Regions from separate parts of the Mus musculus genome. Here all the other regions are linked to region 1. The links are chromatin contacts, called in public ChIA-PET, HiChIP or PLAC-seq and promoter capture Hi-C maps. All regions are on one chromosome and are shown on one strand. The core of a region is the stretch at or near the end of the contact, and the rest is flanking DNA. Distances in the headings are between cores, read along the strand shown.

Region 1 (5,413 bases), core at 1,118-3,617:
ATGAAAGTGCACTTAAACCTCATTTCCATGTATAGCTCAGCACCATGAAGCTCATTCGAAGGCTATGCTTCAGCTTCCACCATCCATCTCCATAGCTCCCAATCTGACGCTCTGGCTCCAGTGATTCCAACAATGTCCTGGGGAGTGGGAAGCTGAGGGAGTCCAGAGATGTTGAAAAACATCTTTATTGGTGGGTGGTGGTGTGGCACGACTACAGTCCTGTCACACAAGAGGCAGAGGCAGGCAGGTCTTTGTGAGGTTTAGGCCAGCCTGGTCTACAGAGTGAGTTCCAGGATATCTAGGGCCACACAGAGAAACTGTGTCTCAGAAAAACAAACAAGCCAGGTGTGGTAGCACACGCCTTTAATCCCAGCACTTGGGAGGCAGAGGCAGGCAGGTTTCTGAGTTCGAGGCCAGCCTGGTCTAGAGTGAGTTCCAGGACAGCCAGGGTGATACAGAGAAACCCTGTCTTGAAAAAACAAAACAAAACAAACAAACAAAAAAAACCCCAGAAAAACAAAACAAAACCAGCTTTTATTTATTTTAAAATACCAGTTTCCAGGTAACCCAGGTTGGCCCTGAGTTCTCTGTGTAACTGAGAATGATCTGAGTCAATCTCTCACCTCTATTTCCACTGTACTGAGACTATAGGTGTGTTCCCACCTCTGTCTCCACTGTACTGAGACTATAGGTGTGTTCCCACCTCTGTCTCCACTGTACTGAGATTACAGGTGTGCTCCCACCTCGACCTCCACTGGACTGAGACTATAGGTGTACACCACCAGAATTGCTTTTGAGGCTGTGTAATAACCCAGGGCCTATGTCATATGTTCGTCATGCACCAGTGCTTATCCAGGTGACTTCTCTCTGTGAGAATTGTTAAATGCTGGTAGAATACCCTTCCAAAATTGCATGTGTTGGCTCAAGTCTGTAATCCTAGGATCCCAGAGGCTGAGGCAGATGGATTTTATAGATTTGAAAATGAGATGAGCCTGGAGTGCAGAAGGAGAATCTTTTAAAATAAACACCAAATAAATTGATTAAAAATTTAAAAAGCAGGCGGCCATGGTGACTCAGGCCTGTAATCTTAGCATTTAGGAAAACTGTCAGAAGTCCAAGATCAGTCTAGGCTACAGTGCCAGACCCTGTCCAGACAAACAGAAAGAGGGGTTCTGGGGATGTTGCTCAGTGACTGGAGTAACTGTCTAGCAAGCACAAGGCTTTGCGTTTCATCTCCAGCACTGTGTAATGGGCAAGTCCATCCAGTCTGTGTTACATGAGACCTTACCTCAATCAAAAGCAAAACAGAAAAGCGGTTGGGGAGAGGGCTCAGTGGGTTAGAAAGCTGTGCACAGGTCTCAGGACCTGAGTTCTAATCCCCAGCACCCATTTAAAGCTGGGTATGACCAGGTGAGTGCCACCCTAGGCTTTGGGGTGGAGGCAAGCAGATGCTGGGAGCTTGCTAGCCAGCCTGCCCAGCTGAAGTACTTCAGTGAAGAAGCCTGTCTTAAAGGAAAGAAAATGGAAGACTAAACAAAGGGGTGGGAAGCTGTATGCTCCTCTAACCTCTGCATGCGGGTGCACAGTGTCGCCTCCCTCCAAACACCCCAGAACAAAGCAAAAACAAAAAAACAAAAAAACAAAAAAAAAAAAATCAAATATATTTCCAGAGTGTAGCTTAGTTGGAGTGCCCTTGTCTAGTGTATGTATCTAGGCACGGCAAAAAGAAAAAAGAAATGCCCCACTGATACCCCTCGTGGTTAGGTGACTATTTGAGCATCAATTAGGTAGGTTTCTCAGGATAGGCACCTCAGCCAATTAAGACCCTGGCTAGAGAGTTGGCTCAGTGGTGAAGAGCACTTACAGCAATTGGAGACTTGGGTTCGGTTCCCAGTACTCACATGACCGTTCATAACCATGAGTAGCTCCAATTTCTGGGTATCCAAAGCCCTTTTCTGACTTCAGCGAGAATCAGAAACACTCATGTTGCACATACATAGAATTAGAAAGTAAATCCTAAATCAAACAAAAACCCTGGCCGTGAAGCTCTCCTCGTCCTCCGGGGGGCGCACGACGGCCTTATATAGCCAAAGATTACAGCGGAGACTCGCGGTGCATTTCCAGCCAGGCGCACTCTGGACAGCCCAGGCTTCTCAGGGGCTTGAGGCTCAAGATTGCGAAGCTGCACCCGCGAAAGTCCGGTGCCGGAAGGTTCTCAGGACCAGAAGCATATAATCACGCGTTCTTTAAAGCTTCTCTTGTCCTAAGCTTCGGGTCTTCCGACGGCTACAGTTCCGCGGGAGACGACATTGTAAGCAGGCGCACTTCAGTCAGCCCTTCCCGGCGTCCCTAGCGACAGCGTCCCGGGGGCCTCTGGGGGCCTCGGGGCAAGATGGCGGCGTCGGCGGGGTCCGAAAAGCGCGAGCGGAAGCCTCCGGGGCGAGTGTGAGGAGGGGTCCCGGGGTCCCGGGTATCTCCGGGCCGGGGCCCCGCTGCGGAACGGACCATGCTACGTTCTACCGGCTTCTTCCGCTCCATCGACTGCCCATACTGGGCGGGAGCTCCCGGGGGGCCTTGCCGGCGGCCCTACTGCCACTTCCGGCACCGCGGAGCTCGGGGTCCCGGCGCTCCCGGTAGCGGCGGCGCAGCATCTCCTGCATCAGGTAAAGCCCATAGGACCGCCCTGGGTCCCACAGCCCGCCCGTGCTACATGTTTCCCTTGCTCAGCCAGACCGCGCACTGTCAGATTGCTGTCCCTCTCCTAGCTGCCATCGCGATGCTGTGCAAATGTCTAGACCTCTCTGGTCATTAAAGCATAAAGACGGTCACGACGGAGCGAGAGACCGTGCATCCCCGTCCCCAAGCTAGGGGACTTGGTGCAACTCCTCCGGTTCTTATTCTGTCCACCTTGTTCCGAACGATATATCATTCCCTCCCGTCACCACGCACGCCACCCTGTGCGCTTGTGGCATACCTTGTTTACGAACGCGACAGTTTCCTGGGATGAGTCCCCCCCCCCCCCCCACTGTCTCCAGTAGTTGGATGCACAAGGCCATAGGGGCACCTGCTGTTTGTCGAGCGGAAAACCCCCTTGCCTTGAACGGGTGTGGACTTTGAGCTTGGCAGGGAGCATGTCGCAATTAGTGTGATGACATTTTGAAGAAGGCCTCAGGGATCAGGCAGTGTGTAGGAAGTATTGTATTAGAGAAAAGACATTAAGGTTTTGTTATTTGTCTTTTGTTTGTTTTTACTGTTGTAGGCCAGGCTAGTTTTGGACCCAGGACCCTGAAGCTGCAACCTCCTAGGTTCTGGGATGGCCCTAACCGGACCCTTAGGATTCCAATTGCATTTAAAGAAGACATTGGAGAGCCTAGAGAGATGGCTCCGATTTAAGAGCACTTTCTGTTTTGGGCTGGGCCTGCTGCGTGCACACTTTTAGTCCCGTTTCTCTAGAGGCATTGCCGGGTGGACCTCTGAGTTTGAGTCCAGCCTGGTCTATATAGGAAGCCTTGTTCCAGAAATCCATAGCCAGTGAGTCCCTGTCTGAGGGGTGGGGGCCACGCTTGCTACTGTTGCAGAGGCCCTGGATTGGGTTACCAGCAGCCACATGGCTGGTTTGTAAACCCAGTTCCAAGGCACCAGCCATGTGTGGTGCAAATGCAATCACCCAGGCAAACTCTCATGTGGATGAAATTAAAAACAAAAACCTTTAAAAAGTGGCATGGCACCCAGGTATGGTGGTGCATGCCTTTAATTTCAGCATTTAGGAGGTAGAGGCAGGTGAATCTCTTTGAGTTTAAGGCCAGCCTGGGTTACATATGTGGTCATCTCTAAAAGAGAGACAGGGCATTGTTGACTAGAGTACCGTTTAGTCCCCTCTGGTGGCCTCTGTTCCTTAGAAATGGCTTGGTGAACTTCACCACTGACTCCACCCCCAGGTCCCAGGTTTATTTTAGACCACTCTCTCTCAAGCTGTTGTCTTTTATTTAAATAATGGTATATATATATGTGTGTGTGTGTGTGTATATATATATATACATATATATATATATCGAGCATTTAAATGGATAGATAGGTTCACTGTGTAGCCCAGGCTGGCCTCGAACTTGAGGTGATCTTCCTGCCTCTGCCCTCTGAGAGTTTGAGGGCCAGGCATGACCTGCCACATCTCTTGTTGTTGGGTCCCCATCCTCACACATACATTGGCCTAGGACACCTGCACTGCAAGTGGCCCTTTGACAACTCTGTGTGTGGTGGTCAGGCTCCACACCTGGCCGCCATTGTCCTTGCCGGGTCAGCCGGGGACTCAGCCCAGGTGCTTGGGAAGAGGAGGGGCATAGCTTGGCAGATTTCACTGCAGGGTGGGCCCTGAGTGCCTGGCATAGGCGACCTCTCAGGCTGCAGTGCCCAGCTTGGTGACATGCAGTGCCTTTCGTTTCCTATAGACTTATGCCTGTATGGGTGTCCAACTCGGTGTGTCTGCAGAGGCCAGAGGGGGACATTGGATTCCTAGGTCTGAATTTCCAAGTAGTTGTATGCCTTCAGCCATTAGTGTTACGGATGGAGTTCTGACCGTGGCAAAAGCAACCAGTGCTCTTAACCCCTGAGCCATCTCTTTCACCCTTTTGTTGTTTTGTGGGATTTTGTTTTGTTTTTTGAGACAGGGTCTCTGTGTACCCCTGACTGTCCTGGACTCACTCTGTAGACCAGGCTGGCCTTGAACTCACAGAGATCCTCCTGCCTCTGTCTCCAGAGCACTAGGATCAGTGGTGTGCACCCCCACCACTAAGTTGACATCCTGGCTTTTAAAGTTTACTTCCTTTTTGTGGATTGGGGATGGAAGCTGTCTTCTGCTGTGCCCAGTGCTGGACCCAATACTGTGCCATCCCAGTGCTGTACCCGGTACTGTGCCATCCCTGAACAGTGTTGTACCTGGTACTGTGCCATCCCTGAGCAGTGCTGTACCTGGTACTGTGCCATCCCTGAGCAGTGCTGTACCTGGTACTGTGCCATCCCTGAGCAGTGCTGTACCTGGTACTGTGCCATCCCTGAGCAGTGCTGTACCTGGTACTGTGCCATCCCTGAGCAGTGCTGTCCCCGGTACTGTGCCATCCCTGAGCAGTGCTTGGTCCTCACCTTTCCTCTCACGTTGTTCTTCCTGTGCTGTCTTGCGCCACAGCTGGTTACTTGGTTCCCCAGAAGGTCATGTTTGGGGTCTGGTGCTTCTCTGTGTGTCTGACAGTCCTCAGGGAATGGTGCTCCGTTCCTCGTGGCATCTCCTGGTGTCCTAGACATGATGTCCAGTCCTGCTCTTCCTGCTCTGGGGATTCTTCTGTCCTCTCCTCAGTGCTCCTCTGAGGAGGCCTGGGCCTGGGCTGCTCTGGATTAGGATAAAGTCCCTACACCTGTGGCT
Region 2 (5,413 bases), core at 1,559-4,058, 790 kb before region 1:
GGGCCTAGTGGAGTACACCCTAATCCCTATAATCCCTACATGCTAGAGAGGCAGGAGGATCCCTGTGAGGGCGAGGCCAGCATGGTCTACAGAGCTACAGGACAACCAGGGCTACACAAAGAAACCCTGGGCGATAGATATAACAAGACAAAACAAAACACAGAAAACAAAATTTAAAAAAGAACACAAAAGGTCTGGACATGGCTCAGGGGTGGGGTTCCTGCCTAAAAATTCCTCAGTGAGGGTCTGTGGCCCTGGTCAGAGGTAAAGCTCTGCCTAGTATCCCCCCAAAGAGAGGGCTGGGGCGTGGTGGTCAGAGATAGAAAGCCTGACCAGTCTCAGGTCCCAGGTTCCATTTCCACCACCAAAAACTAAGAACTGTAGAGCAGACATGCTGATACATGTTATCTGAGCCTCAGGGCCATAGGGCTGCGCATTCATTCCTTCACAGCAACCTGACCTGCACAGACACCTGTCTGAAATGACAGCCCTTCATCAGCAACTCTTCCCACAGTCCCTAGTGCTTCCCAGGGTGAGTTAAAAACACCATAAACACCGGGCAGTGGTGGCACACGCCTTTAATTCTGGCACTTGGGAGGCAGAGGCAGGCAGATTCTGAGTTTGAGGCCAATCTGGTCTACAGCCAGGGCTATACAGAGAAACTCTGTAGAGCAGGCTGGCCTTGACCTCGCGGAGATTCACCTGCCTTTTCCTCTGGAGGGCTGGGACTAATGGCGTGTGCCATCACCTCCCAGCTTCTTTCTTATTTATTTATTTATTTATTTTTAATTGTCTCTGAGAGGCTTTCACTATGTAGCACAGGGGACTGGAACTTACAGAGATCCCCTGCTTCTGTCTCCCTAGTGGTAGCATTAAAGGCAGGTGAGCCCACACCAAGCTCACAGCCAGTGATGAAGGCTGAGACTCTGTTCAGGGTAACTGTCAGGCTGCTCCCTTCCTGGACCACCTGTAGAAACCTTTGACCTGTGCCTGGGTCCCCACAGCCGCCTGTCATTGTTTTACCCAAATGCTCTTCTATCTCTGTTGTAACAGGAAGCCCAAGTTTGATCAAGCCTAACCTTATCTAAGAAGCTCTATCTGAACTGTCACCTGCTTGAGAGGAGCGGCTCAGAATCCCCCAGCCTGTTGAGTTTGGGGGGCGTCACTTGCACCTGCCATTAAGATAGACATAAGCACATGCTGCATGTGTAAGCATGTGTGTGGTCCCATAAACACATGCTATCATTACAATGCGTCACCTGGCCAACATTACCCCATCACAGAGTTTCAGTTTACAAACAGCACGGGAGGACTGAGCCCACGACCGCAGTGCATGATGGGATGGAAACACCCTAACCCTGCCCCAACCCCTCCAGGGGAATTATGGGCGGGGCTCCACTCTGACCACACTCCCAGCCCTTAGTGTGGCTACCAGGAATCGAACTGGAAGAGCAGCAGGTTTTATTTAAACCACTGAGCAATATCTTCAATCATTTGTTTTTAAAAAGATTTATTTGGGCTGGTGAGATGGCTCAGTAGGTAAGAGCACCTGACTGCTCTTCCAAAGGTCCGGAGTTCAAATCCCAGCAACCACATGGTGGTTCACAATCATCTGTAACAAGATCTGACACCTATTATTTCACGTTTATGAGCATTTTCCCTGCATGTAAGCCTGTTTGCTTGCCTAATGCTCAAAAGGGTAAAAAGAGGTCTCCTGGGACAGTTACAGATACTTTTTAGCAGACAAATGGGTGCTGGGGATCGAACCCAGGTTCTCTGCAAAAGAAACAGGCACTCCTAACCATAGAACCAACTCTCAGTTTCTCTTTTACTGTGGGATGTTACAGAAGACTGGAGTAAAATCACATTTGGCAACCTAGATGTGTGGTGCTGTCTCTTCCATTTGGATAATGCGGATCAAATTCAAGTTGTTGGGTTTCTCTGTAAACCCCTTGGCTTGCTGAGTCAGTCCGCACTGACCTTCAAAATGATTTTTTTTTTTTTTTAATGAAAATGCTCTTAGCCCAGCTTCTATCTCAGATCTAGGTGTCAGCCTCCCAGCCTGTTACTCCTCCTATGGTTCAATGTACCCCTTGGTCAGAGAGTAAAATCAAGGTTCCACGGGAAGGGAAATCAGTGCCTGGTGGTCATTTCCCCAGTCCTCCGTTTATAAAGCATACGTTCATTTATTGATTTAGGTCTGTGTGTGATGCACATGGCACAGCACACAGTGGAGTTCAGAGGACAACTTGCTGGAAAACCATTCTCACATTCCACTTTGTGGGTTCCGAATGCAAGTCGTCCACTAGGTGGCGAGCACCTTCAAGTGCTGTGCAATCTCACCAGACCCATTTTTTTTCAACGTAGTAAGAAAAACTACACCTGGCCGTACTGCAGGGGCGGGGGGTGCCTCTTTGGAACCTAACTCCTTCCTTAGAAGCCTACTAAAAACGCCTCTTCTGCCGAATATCCCCGGTCCCCATCTCCACACCCTAGCTCACCGGTCAGAATGGGGACTACTGGCCCTTTAAGGAGCTCCGCCCCACAGCACGCCGCCAGTCGCCTCCGATTGGTCCCGAGCGCGCCGGAGCGCAGCCGAACTTGACGCACCCGCCCGCAACCTGCCGACGCACCTCCCACGCGGCTCCGCAGATCTTCAGCCAACCACCGCCCGGCGCGCCGAGACTAATCTGCATGACCCCACCTCTCATGGAGGCCTCAGCCAATTAGAGCGCTATCCTTGGGTTCATTAGCATGAGGGCGGAGCGGGCGCGGGCGCTTGGTTGGACCGTCGCCGCGTCTCAGGTCCCGGGAAAGTTTTTTCAGAGGTGAAAAGAGCCGGGAAGTCCGGGCCTGCGCGGGGCGGGGGCTGCGGGGCGCGGCCTCCGGGACTCGATCTCGCAACAAAGGATCGCGGGGCCTCCTGCCCGAGGACCTCCCCGCCCCGGGATCCGCCTCCCCGGTCCGGGCCCCCCGGGGATCGCCCTGCGGTTCCCATCGAGGTGGCAGGCAGGACCCCCTGACCTTTGCCGGCTTCTGTTCCAGATCCCGCCCGGAGTGGCCATGTCCCACGGTCCCCGGCAGCCAGGCGCAGCCACCGCGTGAGTGCGCCTCCCCCAGCCTGTCCCGACCCTGGATAAGCCCTGTCCCCATCGTCGGGTACCCCTGGAAATGCCTTGTGTCCATCTCGAGTACCAGGGGTCATGCCCTGTCTCCACCCCGGGTACTCCTGGACATGTCCTGTCCTGCATCCTTGGGAACTCTTAAACATTCCCTATATCCACCCTCGGGTACCCCTAAACACACCATGTCCACGCTGGGATCTCTGGACATACCCTGTCTCATCCTCAGGTACCTCTGTGTACCTCTGTTTTGGGAACCCCTGATCCTGTCCTGTCCCTATACCCTACCTACCTTATCCCCACTACAGGAACTTCTGACCATGTCCTGTCACCCTTCGGGGATTTCTGTACTCCCTGTAGAACTGCCAAGACACCCTATGGCCTTCCTCACTATCTCATCTTCCTCCCAGGCCCCAGGACCAACTCACCTCGTCCTCCGTCCCCACCCCGCCAGTGGCCTACTGTGATCCTTGGATCCTCAAACTCTGGGTCCCCACCCCCTTTTTCCAGGCTCATGCGTGCTCCCACATACTTCTGTGATCTCCAATGACAAGAAGGGGATGGGTAGGTATGGGGGAATGATTTTGGCACTGATGGATGACGCTGGTTTCCATTGTCCCCAAGACCTGCGGGAGGCAAGACTCCGGGCCAGCACGGGGCCTTTGTAGTGGCTGTCAAGCAGGAGCGCAGCGAGGGTTCCCGAGCTGGAGAGAAGGGGCCCCAGGAGGAGGAGGTGAGTCCCCATCTGAAAAGCCTGGCCGGCCGCTGGCTCAGCAACACATACCTCACAAATCCAGACTATAAGATCCTCCCACTGCCTAGCAAGAGGCCACACCCCAGCCTAGCCTGTCAGTGGCTTCAGCCCCACCCCTAGGAGGCTGTCTTGGTGCAGGACCCGTAGGTTCTCTAGAGTTCTGACCCTTGATCTGCCGACCTACCACTAGACTAGGCCCCGCCCATATGCCCCAGACCCCCACCCACACTTCCCAGAGCCCCTCCCAAGGACACAGCCTCCTCCTGCAGCCAGTGAAGAAGCGAGGCTGGCCCAAAGGCAAAAAAAGAAAGAAGATTCTCCCAAATGGGCCCAAGGCCCCCGTCACTGGCTATGTTCGCTTCCTGAATGAGAGGCGGGAACAGATTCGCACCCGCCACCCGGACCTTCCATTCCCGGAGATCACGAAGATGTTGGGCGCCGAGTGGAGCAAGCTGCAGCCGGCAGAGAAGCAGGTAGAGACCAGAGAAAGGGGTGGCAGAAACAGGAGGATCCCTGGGCAAGCCCCATCGGTGAGAGACCCAGGCCCAAAGAACAAGGTGGAGAACGTCCAGTAGTCCTGGAGAAGGGACCCTCTCTCTGTGGGTTGGAGGGAGGAAGGGAGGCAAGGGAGGGGTTACGAATACATCAGTATGAGGGGAGTTGGGGGCCTGGCTCTGGCCACATCTGTGTGCCTACCTTCGTTTGGGCTGGCCCTAGTTTGAGGATGCTGCCCCCCTCCTAGCGGTACCTGGATGAGGCAGAGAAGGAGAAACAGCAGTACTTGAAGGAGCTGTGGGCATACCAGCAGTCAGAGGCCTACAAGGTCTGCACTGAGAAGATTCAAGAAAACAAAATTAAAAAAGGTGAGTGAGCCAGGCAGTAGTGGTGCACACCTTTACTCCAGCACTTGGGAGACAGAGGCAGGTGGATCTCTGCTTTTGAGACCAGTCTGGTCTGTAAAGTGAGTTCCAGGACAGCCAGGGCTACCCAGAGAAACCCTGTCTCAAAAACAAACAAAAGCCGGGCGTGGTGGCACACGCCTTTAATCCTAGCACTCGGGAGGCAGAGGCAGGCGGATTTCTGAGTTCGAGGCCAGCCTGGTCTACAGAGTGAGTTCCAGGACAGCCAGGGCTACACAGAGAAACCCTGTCTCATAAAACCAAAACCAAACAAACAAACAAACAAACAAAAACCCAACAACAATAAAAGGAAAGGTGAATGGGCCCAAACTCCCCTCATAAGCATAAAGGTTTATGTGGGGCCGTCCAGGTGGGGCCTCTGGACTGGGAGGGTGCTGGCTGACCTGCCTTCCTCCCTCCCCACTAGAGGACTCCAGTTCTGGGCTCATGAACACCCTCCTGAATGGGCACAAGGTAAGGGCCTCTCAGTCCAGAAGTACTTAAGAGAGAAGATACCTACCCCCAAAGCTAGTGTGTTCCATAGATAAAAGCAAGACCACTGTGGAGACACAGTGACTCTGTGGTGGGGCATAGCTTAGTGGTGAAGTCATTGCCCAGAATGCACAGAACCAAGGGCT
Region 3 (5,413 bases), core at 2,176-4,675, 620 kb before region 1:
ACACACACATACAATAAATGTCTCTTAAAAATTAACAAGGTTGGACTTGCAAACTTTTTTTTTTTTTTTTTTTTTTTGGTTTTTTGAGACAGGGTTTCTCTGTGTAGCTCTGGCTGTCCTGGAACTCACTTTGTAGACCAGGCTGGCCTCGAACTCAGAAATCCGCCTGCCTCTGCCTCCCAAGTGCTGGGATTAAAGGCATGCGCCACCACGCCCGGCTACTTGCAAACTTTATATGCCCCAGTACAGGGGAACGCCAGGGCCAAAAAGGGGGAGTGGGTGGGTAGGGGAGTGGGGGTGGGTGGGTATGGGGGACTTTTGGTATAGCATTGGAAATGTAAATGAGCTAAATACCTAATAAAAAATGGAAAAAAAAATTAACAAGGGCTGGAGAAATTGCTCCTGACTTAGGAGCACTGACTGCTCTTCTGGAGGTCCTGAGTTCAAATCCCAGCAACCACATGGTAGCTCACAACCATTTGCGATGTGATCGAATGCTGTCTTCTGATGTGTCTGAAGACAGCTACAGTGTACTTACATATATAATAAGTAAATAAATCTTAAAAAAAAAAACAAATAGCCCGGCAGTGGTGGCGCACGCCTTTGATCCCAGCACTTGGGAGGCAGAGGCGGGAGAGGTGGCTGAGTGGTTACAAGCACTGACTGCCCTTGTTGGTTCACAGCCATCTGTATTGAGAGCTGGAGCCCTCTTCTGGCACGCAAGCATCCATGCAGCAGAACACTGTATTCATAATAAGTCAAAATAGAAATTAAAAAAATAAAAACAGAGATCCAGGCAGCAAGTGTACAGAGTGGCAGGCCTGGGGCCTGGGTCCACCTACCCCAACACCATAAACACTTTATGTAAATTACACAGGGTGCCATGCATGGGTTATGCACAAATACATCCTCATTTGCTAGATGAGCATCAATGCCTGTGAGGAGCTCAGGATCCTGGACCCACCCTCAGAGTGTTGACTACGTAAGGGCTAAATTGTCCATACTTACCTGTCAGGGTGAGTTGGTGTGTGGTATGTGAGAAGGCCTCTGTGTTTCTTTCTGTGTTTTTACAAGTTTTGCTCACAGAGACCAGTGGGAGTGTCAGACTCCTGGAGCTGGAGTCACAGGTGGTTGTGAGCCTCCATGTGGTTGCTGGGAATCGAACCTAGGACTTCTGCAAGAGCAGCTGGTGCTGTAATCACTGAGCCGCCTCTCCAGTGTCCCATCTTATGTTTCAGTCTGAGTCTCACATCCCTGGCACGAGATGTCCCTACTTCCCTAGCAGTAGGCTCATAGATGTGACCAGCACATGACAGGAACATCGCTGAAGCCCTACTGGGATGGCAGCCGGGAGGTTCTCAGGGGTGGGGGCTGGGGTGGGGAACTCCAGAAGGAAGTGGTTCAGGGTCCCTAGGCAGGAAAACTCCTCCTCAGCCTGCCTAGTACTGGGAAGGTTATTTACATTCCATGGGGATGACATCATAGGGCGGGCCTTGATGCCCCCAGAAGGCTGGCCCAGAACTCACCAAATAAGGTCTGAAGCCCCTTAGAAAGAGGAAGGGCCTGGCATGAGGAGGTGGGAGGGGGAAGAGGGAGGGGGCTCCAAAGCACGGACAGGCATGAGAGCTAGCCTAGAAAGAGAATCTGGCTTTCTCAAGAAACACCAAACAGAAAACGGTGTCCTGAACCATCCCGGCACTGGGGAGACACCAGTATAAAAGCATCCATGTACAGAACTCAAGAAAGGCAGACCCAGCAAGTCGTAAAACAGCCTGTGCAGTGTGGTGGGACATCACCCAGGGCTGCCAAGGACTCCCTGAGCTCAGTCCCTGGAACTGGCTCGCATGGGAGAGGAGAGCACAGACTCCAGGAAGCTGTGCTGTGACTAAGACACATATGCACACAAAATATAGTAATTACATAAAAGAAGTTCAAGGCCAATCTGGGGGACATGAGAGCCTGCCTTTAAAAAACCAAAATCAAAATCAGCCAAGGCCAGGGTGGTGGTGCAATCCTTTAGCTCCAGCACTTGGGAAGCAGAGGCAGGAGGATCTCTGTGATGAGCAAGTTCCAGACCAGCCAGGAGTACATAGTAAGACTCTGTCTCATGGGGGAAAAGAAGAAACCGAGCTGAGAACAATCCCATAGCAGACAATGCTCCGAGGCACTGTCCCCGGCTCAGGGGCAGCAGCTACAGGTCTCTGTGTCTCTCTCCACAGAGGACACGAGAGAAAAGGAACTCAGGTTCCCTGTCATCTGGGAACCTGAAGTCTGGCGTGGTACCACCAGAAAACTCTGTGGCCACTGCTTCAAGACACTGAGGAGAGGAAGGGCACCCACCTCCCACGCCACTCACCTGCCAAGCTCCTCTCCCATCTCATAATGGTCCTCAACATCCTCTTGCCTGAATGTGGACATGGCGGCTGGCCTTCTGAAGGATTCTGGGGACACAGGAGCTGGAGGGACAGAGGAAACAGGAAATGTTTATCACGGATCCGACTTCTCCCAAGAGGCTTCCCCAGCATATGTGACACACAATGCCCCTGCCCCAGATTTTCTTTGGTCATCTACAGCCTCTACCCACAATTTGGTCATGGTAGAGCAAACCTGACACCCCACACTGGGGAGCGGAGGGCTGCACGGCTACGAGTTCAAGAGCATACTCAAATACTTGGTGAGTTACAAGCCAGCCTGAGTTCCATGAGACCAGCTCAAGTGACTGGAGAGATGGCTGAGACGGTAAGAGTGGGTGCTGTACTTGCACAGTCTCCAAGTTCAGTTTCCAGTGCTCACTAGTATCTCTAACTCCCAGGCCTGATGACCTCTAACGCTCTCTTCAGGAACCTCAGGTACCTGCGGGCACTGTGACACCCCTCTCAGAAACAAGCATAGATATAACTAAAAGAAGCGGAACAACATCTCTCAAGCAGTATATATATATATATATATATATATATATATATATATATGTACAAAACTATAAAACACAATACAGTGTCAGGTGCCCTTTACCCTAGCACTCAAGAGGCTGAGGCTGGAGGATTAAACAGAGTTCCAAGTCAGCGTGGGGTTCTCTACTCGAAACACTTCCATAGCGTCCGGCTCTTGAAATTCCTACCTAGCTTCCTCACCTGTCAATCATGCCCACCAGCACCCCGGAACTCAGGGGTGTCGCCGGAAACCTGACACATGCGCAGCAGTGTTGCTATTCCTAGAGGTCCACCCCTCGAGATTGGAGAAAGCCATGCCCCTCGCGGGTTCCCTCCCCTCGCTCCCGCCCTCGTCGCGTGTCCCTTGGGTCCCAACACAACGTCCCGGACCCGGCCCATTCGTACCGTCCTCAGCCATCGAGTCCCCGCCCGGTGCCAGCGAGGCCCCCGCGAGAACCTCCGGTACAAATCCTGAGACGGCATCTACGCATGCGCTGACAGCGCAGGGGCACACCTCCGCAAAACCCGAAAACCAGCGCTCATTGGACTACGACTTTAACCGGAAATTGAATGCACACGCTCATTGGTTAGCATCTGACCTCTCAGCGGAAGCGGACGTTGACTAGTGACGTCATCACCCAAGGCTAGGCGAGAGTCCAGTGCTCATTGGCCAGCCTGACAGATTCACAGGAAGGCTCGACACCGCCCTTGTGGAGCACATCATTATTGGGCTCCTGGCTGATGATTGGCTAACGCGAGAGGCTGAAAGCCAATAACCTGGAGCCGGGTATGCGCAGACCAAACCCCTGATGTGCAGGTCTATGGAGTGATTCAAGTTTGTGGAATGGACTGAGGCAGTACTGTGAACTCACAATAAAACCCATTCTGTCGCACGGGGTGCAGTGTGTGTGTTATGTGTGAATCACCGCAGGCCACCTAAGGGTAGCCAGATACCCTGAAAACCAGGAAAGCGTGCGCTGTACAAAACAGAGTTGCGAGCACATGTGGATCAACCACTGTAGTTTATTACTCCAATGATTCATTCCCACAGCCGGGCTGCAAGTCTAAGGCAGGCTGCCTGCCTTCCTGGAGGCACTTACCCCACCTCCCCCTCTGGGGGAACTCCACTTGGCCATGGACCCCAAAAACCTCTGAATGCATTTATTTAGACTTTTGGACATCTGCGCGTTTCCCTCTGAAAATGTTAAGAGCCGTGTCCCGCCCACCCCACAGCCTGCCAGTCCAGCCTGCAGAGAGATTCCCGCTATCTTGTAATTCCGAAATAAATAGAATTGGTAGCAAGTGAGTGCTGAGTGATGTCAGGGTGGCCCCAGCAGCCTCTAGAGGAGCACTGTGGGACAGTCTCAAGGTGTCTTCTGATGGGTGGGCACTGTGCAGCATGTGGCAGTATCAGGCTGCCTACAGTTTGTCCAGGAAGTTGTCCAGCGCTGGGATGCCCTCTTTCAGGCCCTTGCGCTTGCGCGTCTCAGCTACCACTTGGCTGGGGCGGCTGCTGTTGTCAAAAGGATCCCCAGGCAGGATCTGCCAGTGGTCAAACACGCACTGGGGGAAGGCCTGGCCGCCGGTGTTGGATCGCAGATCAGCGGTGAAGCCTAGACAGAAGACAGGAGACTCAGGTGACTTCCCTGGGGGGGTGGGGTGGGGGGGGGACATGCTTAGCTGTCTTGCCACCCCTCCCAGGAGGGATTCCTGGGTCCTTTGTTTTGGTTTCTCTGTGTAGTTTGTAGCTCTGTCTTTCCTGGCACCCTTAAGCAAGCTGGCCGTGATGACAGAAATCTGCTTCTGTTCTGCACCCCGCAGCTATATTACACAGGCCTTGCAGGTTATCTGCAAACCCCAGGGACCAGACACTCACCAAAGGACTCATTGACAGGCAGGTATGCCTTGACCACAAACATGGGGGTACCAGCCACCTGGGACTCCTCAAACACATGGCCACGCTTCCTGTTCAGGACACCGTAGATGCCACCCACCACTTGCTCAGGACACTTCGAGGAAAAAGAGAGAACATGGTGAGCAGTGGGCAGAGGCAGGAGGATAGACAGACACCACCTAAGATACACAAGTTACCTGGATCTCCACCAGATAGATAGGCTCCATGAGGCGGGGCTGTGCGGTCAGCACACTGGCATACAGGCAGCGGCGTGCTGTGGGGATGATCTGGCCACCTCCCCGGTGAATGGCATCAGCATGCAGGGTCACATCATGAACATCAAACCGCACACCACGCATGTTTTCCTCACAGAGAGCGCCCTGTGAAGAGCTGGAAGTTAGACACCAGCAGCCCCTCAGAACACAGGGTCACCAATGCTGAGTCACTTACCTCCTTAGTAGCCCACTGGAAGCCAGCCACCACACTGTCCTTGATCTCATTCAGGTACTGCACACCCTTGGTGATGTCGGTGAGAATGTTGGGGCCAGTGCCATCAGGGCCAAAGCACCAGATCTTGCGGGCTTCAGCA
Region 4 (5,413 bases), core at 970-3,469, 540 kb before region 1:
CAGCCTGGTCTAAAGAGTGAGTTCCAGGACAGCCAGGGCTACACAGAGAAACCCTGTCTCAGAAACAAACAAACAAACAAACAAACCTGTTCCCACCTCCATCTTCATCCAAGGGGAGGGGAGGCCCTCAGAAAAGCCACCCACCTGACCATCTGTCACACCCAGTTCTTGCACACACATCCCATGAGCCTGCTAGCATGAGAATGCACCAGTCGCCCTTACAGGACCCCAGGCTGTACTGTATGTAGCCCTTGAAGCACTCAGCACCTTCTGGCTGCCCCTTTATCTTGTCCTTAGCTGCTGGGAAGCACCTAAGCCCTCCCATGTCTCCCAGTGGGTGTTTTAAGCCATTAGCTTTGGCTAGCAGGATTCAACCTCCAAGACCTAGCACCCCCTTCTCTGACATTTTTCATCATGGGCTTCAGTCTCTTAGGCACTTCACCCAACGCCTCAGGTCCCCCTCATGCCATTACTATAAGTTCCACACTGGAAAGCCTTCTCCCCATTCTTTCCTGGAACACCACACCCCAGGCCATCTTTATGCACTCTGGGGTCCTCAACAGCTGCCTTCAGACTGAGGCACTTCCATCATGCTGATATGCCCACAAAGGGGTGTCTCACCGAGTCTTTCCTGACAGAGGCCTCCCTGGTCTGGTATCACTCAAGGATTCTTAGGCTGTCCTCACCTGGGACACCCCTCTTTTCCCTTCAGGAAGACCAGCCTTCCCCTTCTCCTCCCAAAAAAACCTTATCCCTAACCTTATTTGATCAATCGTCCTTACTTGACCCTTTTTCAGGAAGGCTTTGTACCCAACTGCATCGCTCATCCCACCCCATCATAGTGAGTCTGTTACCCCCACACCCATCTCCAAGGGCACTGTCCACTTTCCACTAGGTCACCATGTACTCCCCAAGCCAGGCTCTCCCCTGCACCTCCCCTTGCTTCTTCCAACAGGTTCCTTCCCTCTGCCCCTGCAAGGCCAGCCTTGCCTCCTCAGACAAGTCATGCCTTCAACTGCTCCACTCACCTGGTACCCAGTCTTAAGCGCTAGGCTAGGCTACCCCGCACGGCCTCTGTTCCTCTAACCATACCACACCTCACACACACACACCCGGAAAGCCTCACTGCTCCCCTGATTCTCCTGGCCACCTTCAGGACGTCTTCTTTCTTGGGTCTCCAATTGCCCTGCCTCTCTTCAGGCCCCTCTCCTTACTCCAAGTCATACCTCTCTCTAGCTCCCCTTTCTTGGTCCCAACACCTGCAGGACCTGCCCCCCTCTTGTACCCACGCCGCCCCCTTTGCCCCCTGTTTCCCCTTCAACAGCAGAGATTTTCCCAAAGCCATTCTCTCAGATCCCTGCACCTTGTCCCCATCCCTACCCTGCCTCAGGCACTGCTACTCTCCAGACCAACTTTTCTAAAGCCAAGTTCCGGCCGAGGCCCCGCCCCTCTACGCTCACAGGACTCAGGGCTCTCCCCTTGGGCCACGCCCCTCTCCCATCTGGCCAACCTGATAAGACCACCAGCCTCACTGCTCTGGCCCCGACCCCAACCAGGCTTTTGTTCTAGTCCTCAAAGGCCACGGCCCTCTAAGCTCACAGGCCACTCACCTTAGACCACGCCCCTTTCCCCGGGCCAAGCTGACACACCACGTGACTCACCCAACTGGCCCTGCCTCCACCCCCCCCCCCACAACCCCCTCCATGCCCGGACCCCCAACCAGGCTTTGTTCCAGCCCTCGAACTCCACGCCCCTCTCACCTCCATCCACACCATTCTCAGGACCAGCCCCTGTCCTCCCGGGCGCTGCTATCCCTTCAGACCACACCCCCACTTGTGGTCACGCCCCCTTCACGCCGAGGCCCGCCCCTGTCCTCACACGCCCCGCCTACTCACTCAGAGGCGCCCTCGCTGGTGGGGGACGGGCCCTCGGCGATGGTAGGGTTGATAGTGAGTGCCGGTAACACCGGCTTCCTCCGGGCCAGCATCGGGGCTCCACGGCCAGCGGCGACGCCTCAGCCGGGGCCCATAGGGGGCGGCGCGACGCGGGCCCGGGGCTGCGGCCTAGGCCGGGCAGAAGGTGGAAGGCGGACGAGCCCGGAGCGCCGGGGCGAGCAGACCGACGCCGAGGCCGAGTGAAGCTGACGCTGCAGCGCAGCCGGGAGGTCGGGGAACAGGGGGCGGCCACAAGCTCGCAGGCCGAGCTCTCGCGAGATCTTTTTCTGCGAGGTCCCGCCCTCAACCGAGGCGCATGCGCGAGGTGGCTCCCCGGCCTACTGTAGAAGGGCAGAGGCGGACGCTGTGTTTAATGTTTGCGGCGGTGCAGTCGTCTGTCTGTACGATCAGCTTCCCGGGGTCGGCTGCGTGTGCGTCTCAAACGCGGGTGGGGTTACACACGGCAGGACCGCGAGGAGACAGACCTGCCAGCATCAGTCGACTCAGACTTGTTTAGTTTCATATATTTTCCTAGATTTGGCCGCTGGGACCGTAGGCCTGAGCTACCTTACCTGCTTCCTGCTTTGCTGCGGCCCCGTGTCCTATAGGCGAGAGCGCTACCCACTGAGCCCTACTTCCTGCTGTTTGTTTTGTTGCTTGTTTGTTTTTGTTTTTATTTTGAGACAGAGCCTCAGTACCCCACCCACACTGTTCTCGAAGTTACTGTGTTGTCCAGGCTTCACCTCCACTCCCTGCAATCCTCCAGTCCCAACCCCTAGTGTTTTACTGTTCTGCAACAATCCCATAGCCCTACAGACCTTTCTCACGGCCCTTCATTGAAGCTCGGGTATGGGTAATACATAAATTCCCTTGGTCCCCATCCCTGACGGTCACCATTTCAGTGTGTGAATCCGAACACTTCTTGTGGTTAGGGTCACTTATGTCTGGCTTGTTTTTCCTTTGCCCTCAAGGTCCATCCACAATGGTTTGGATGGCAGGGCTCTCGTCCTTTTCCTGGCCAAATAGCATTCCATTGTGTAGACATACCACTCAGGGCTGGTTCTTTGTCCAGGGTCACACTCTTGGAATTCAGAGTGTACAGATACATAGTAAAACCCCTGCTCTGGGCTCTTGAGCAGGCACATGGAAATCAGACTTGCAGGGTCTTGCTCTGCAGCCCACGGTGGCCATGAAGTTTGTTCTGAGTGACAGCATCTCACAAGGAAGTTCTCCGCGTTTTTTTACCTCTCAGATGGTAAAGATGAAACCCACCAGGGAGGCAAGCAGGCTTTCACCTGGCTACAGCCTTTATTCAGTTCAATGACTTTGAGAATGTATTTTTTTGTTACAATTTTGTGAGAACAAACCATTTTATTTTTTTAAGGTTTATTTACTTATTTATGTATGAGTACACTGTAGCTGTCTTCAAACACACACTAGAAGAGGTCATCTGATCTCATTACAGATGGTTGCGAGCCACCATGTGGTTGCTGGGAATTAAACTCAACACCTCTGGAAGAGCAGTCCTTGGTTGTTTTCTGAGACAGAAAAGAGTCTCATTTTCTGTCTCAGAAAACAACCAAGGACTGGGGTGTAGCCCAACAAGGGACCACTTTCTGCGGCTGGTAGTGGAACCCAGGTGAGTGTTCTGCCCAGTGGAGCCTGCCCCGCTCAGTTACTGTTTTATAAGTCTGTGGATTGTTCCCAGGCCAGCTGCTAAGGAGAAGCTGGGGAGAGACCTGGTTTACATCTGCCTTCATGCATCATTGCAGACAGAAGTCCGGGCCTCAAAACACCATAAATGTCACCACAGCGGTTTCCCAATCGAAAATCCTTGTCCACCAGCTGCACATGGAGCAGATCTAGGCAGGGGCCTTCCCTCTCTTTCTACTCTGTAGAAAGGATTGAACTCAGGGCCTCAGGCTTGGGTGCAAGCTCCTCTGCCCGCTGACCCTCTTGCCGATCCCAGTTGTCCGTTCATTTGTCAGGAGTATCCTGCCCTGCTCACTGGATGCTTGCACTTCAGATATGTCTGGGGTCTCGAGCTCTGCCTTGTTTTCCAGCAGTCCCCGGGAACATGCCCTTATTCCACTTCAGCTCCATGTAATCTTTATTGACCCGCAATGGGACATAATAAACGCACTGTCTGCGAGGTGCAACTGCAGGAACTTTTACAGCAGTGCACACCTGTGGAGTTATTCCCCTCTGCGCTGGGCATGTCCTGTGTTTCGGGATTTGACTTCTGCCCACAGTGGGCAGGGTGCAATGGTCACGGTTTATCTGAGCTTGTAACTAGGAAGGACCCTCACATCCCAGAGAATTGAGGAATAGAAGCAAGAACTTCATGGGCTCAAAGGCCATGTCTTCATGAGAGCAGACAAGGGCAGCACTGGTCAAGAAAGACCTGTCTCAGCCCAAGTCAGCAGGTGTGGTGGCCCATGCCTTTAGGACCCAGATCAGGCGGTAAAGGCTGAAAGATCTCTAGGAATTCAAAGCCAACTTTGTCTACATAACCAGTTACGGCCAGGTGGGGCTGTGTACTGAAACCCTATACCAAAACAGCAGCAGCCAAAAGTATACAGGGCCTCCTAGGATCCCCAGTGAGAGGCTGGGGACATGACCAGAGGTGGAGCCTCTGCCTAGAATCCCCCAGTGAGGGTCTAGGGGCCTGGCCAGGGGTGGAGCTCCAGGAAGCCCTGGGCTTAACTCCTAGTACTAAATAATAACAATAATCATGACAATATTAATAAGCCACGGGTTCTGTGATCCCTTTGAAGTTCACTGGTTCTCACTGCTCCTTGATGAAGACCTCTGGCTATGCTTTGGTTGTGTTTTGTGGCTCTGACCTAGTCTGAGAACAAAAAGGCTGTCAGAGGTGTATTTGTCTCTGTTCAGCTCTGTGGATGTGGTGGATGTGGGTTCCATATGTACCCCGAGGGTAGGGTGCTGATCCCATTGTCTAGCCCTTCACAGGAGGTTTTATGGCTGGGCTCACAGGGCACCTCACACCTTGCCCGCTGCTCCCTGGTTTTACCACTTTGCTGGCGACCTTTCCCAGCCGTATCTGAGTCCTGACTTATCACCAGTTCCAGAAATATTCTGGGTACCTTAGTCCAGACACACGGGGAAATAAATATGTAATGGTGTTCTCAAGAATGCTAACTCAGCCGGGCGTGGTGGTGCACGCCTGTAATCCCAGCACTTGGGAGGCAGAGGCAGGCGGATTTCTGAGTTCAAGGCCAGCCTGGTCTATAGAGTGAGTTCCAGGACAGCCAGGGCTACACAGAAAAACCCTGTCTCGAAAAACCAAAAACAAAATAAACAAAAAAAAAAAACAAACAAATCAAAAAACAAAACAAAACCTTTAGTACTTTGTGTTCATGTGTGAAGGACATGTGTATGTCACAGAGTGTGTGGAGGTCAGAGAGCCACTTGTGGGAATGCTTGCCTTCTACCCCACGGGACCCTGAGTGGACCTC

Evidence for each region. Promoter capture Hi-C pulls out the DNA fragments that hold promoters and counts their contacts. ChIA-PET counts read pairs in DNA pulled down with a chosen protein or histone mark. HiChIP or PLAC-seq counts read pairs in DNA pulled down with a chosen protein or histone mark.
Region 2: a contact with region 1 is called in a promoter capture Hi-C map of erythroid cells, with 6 times the contacts expected there. The contact joins the promoter of Hmg20b here to the promoter of Rexo1 in region 1. A contact is called at or near these places in 2 of 39 promoter capture datasets (erythroid cells and liver).
Region 3: a contact with region 1 is called in a FOXA1 HiChIP or PLAC-seq map of pancreatic cancer cells. The contact joins the promoter of Dapk3 here to the promoter of Rexo1 in region 1. A contact is called at or near these places in 3 of 39 promoter capture datasets (liver, neutrophils and pre-B cells) and 1 of 115 datasets of contacts at active chromatin or transcription factors (pancreatic cancer cells).
Region 4: a contact with region 1 is called in an RNA polymerase II ChIA-PET map of memory CD8 T cells, with 56 read pairs. The contact joins the promoter of Map2k2 here to the promoter of Rexo1 in region 1. A contact is called at or near these places in 3 of 39 promoter capture datasets (embryonic stem cells, liver and pre-B cells), 1 of 484 Hi-C or Micro-C datasets (embryonic stem cells), 4 of 115 datasets of contacts at active chromatin or transcription factors (bone marrow-derived macrophages, cardiomyocytes, embryonic hindbrain and 1 more) and 2 of 9 other capture datasets (macrophages and pancreatic islet).

What each region holds. Positions count from the first base shown.
Region 1 is chr10:80,558,514-80,563,926 of GRCm38.p6, reverse strand. It overlaps Rexo1 (REX1, RNA exonuclease 1), which reads left to right and starts at 2,367. Exons shown (of 15, transcript NM_025852.3): 1 at 2,367-2,663. The coding sequence starts at 2,507.
Region 2 is chr10:81,347,822-81,353,234 of GRCm38.p6, reverse strand. Hmg20b (high mobility group 20B) reads left to right here and starts at 2,808. Exons shown (of 9, transcript NM_010440.3): 1 at 2,808-3,101; 2 at 3,747-3,855; 3 at 4,146-4,349; 4 at 4,619-4,739; 5 at 5,203-5,249. The coding sequence starts at 3,064.
Region 3 is chr10:81,181,019-81,186,431 of GRCm38.p6, reverse strand. It overlaps Dapk3 (death-associated protein kinase 3), which reads right to left and starts at 3,425. Exons shown (of 9, transcript NM_001190474.1): 1 at 3,336-3,425; 2 at 2,357-2,456. The coding sequence starts at 3,348. It overlaps Eef2 (eukaryotic translation elongation factor 2), which reads right to left. Exons shown (of 14, transcript NM_007907.2): 11 at 5,275-5,413; 12 at 5,022-5,204; 13 at 4,807-4,939; 14 at 3,923-4,543. The coding sequence ends at 4,350.
Region 4 is chr10:81,102,721-81,108,133 of GRCm38.p6, reverse strand. Map2k2 (mitogen-activated protein kinase kinase 2) reads right to left here and starts at 2,219. Exons shown (of 11, transcript NM_001347144.1): 1 at 1,896-2,219. The coding sequence starts at 1,987. It overlaps Mir5615-1 (microRNA 5615-1), which reads left to right and starts at 3,461; the gene lies at 3,461-3,520. Mir5615-2 (microRNA 5615-2) reads right to left here and starts at 3,518; the gene lies at 3,459-3,518.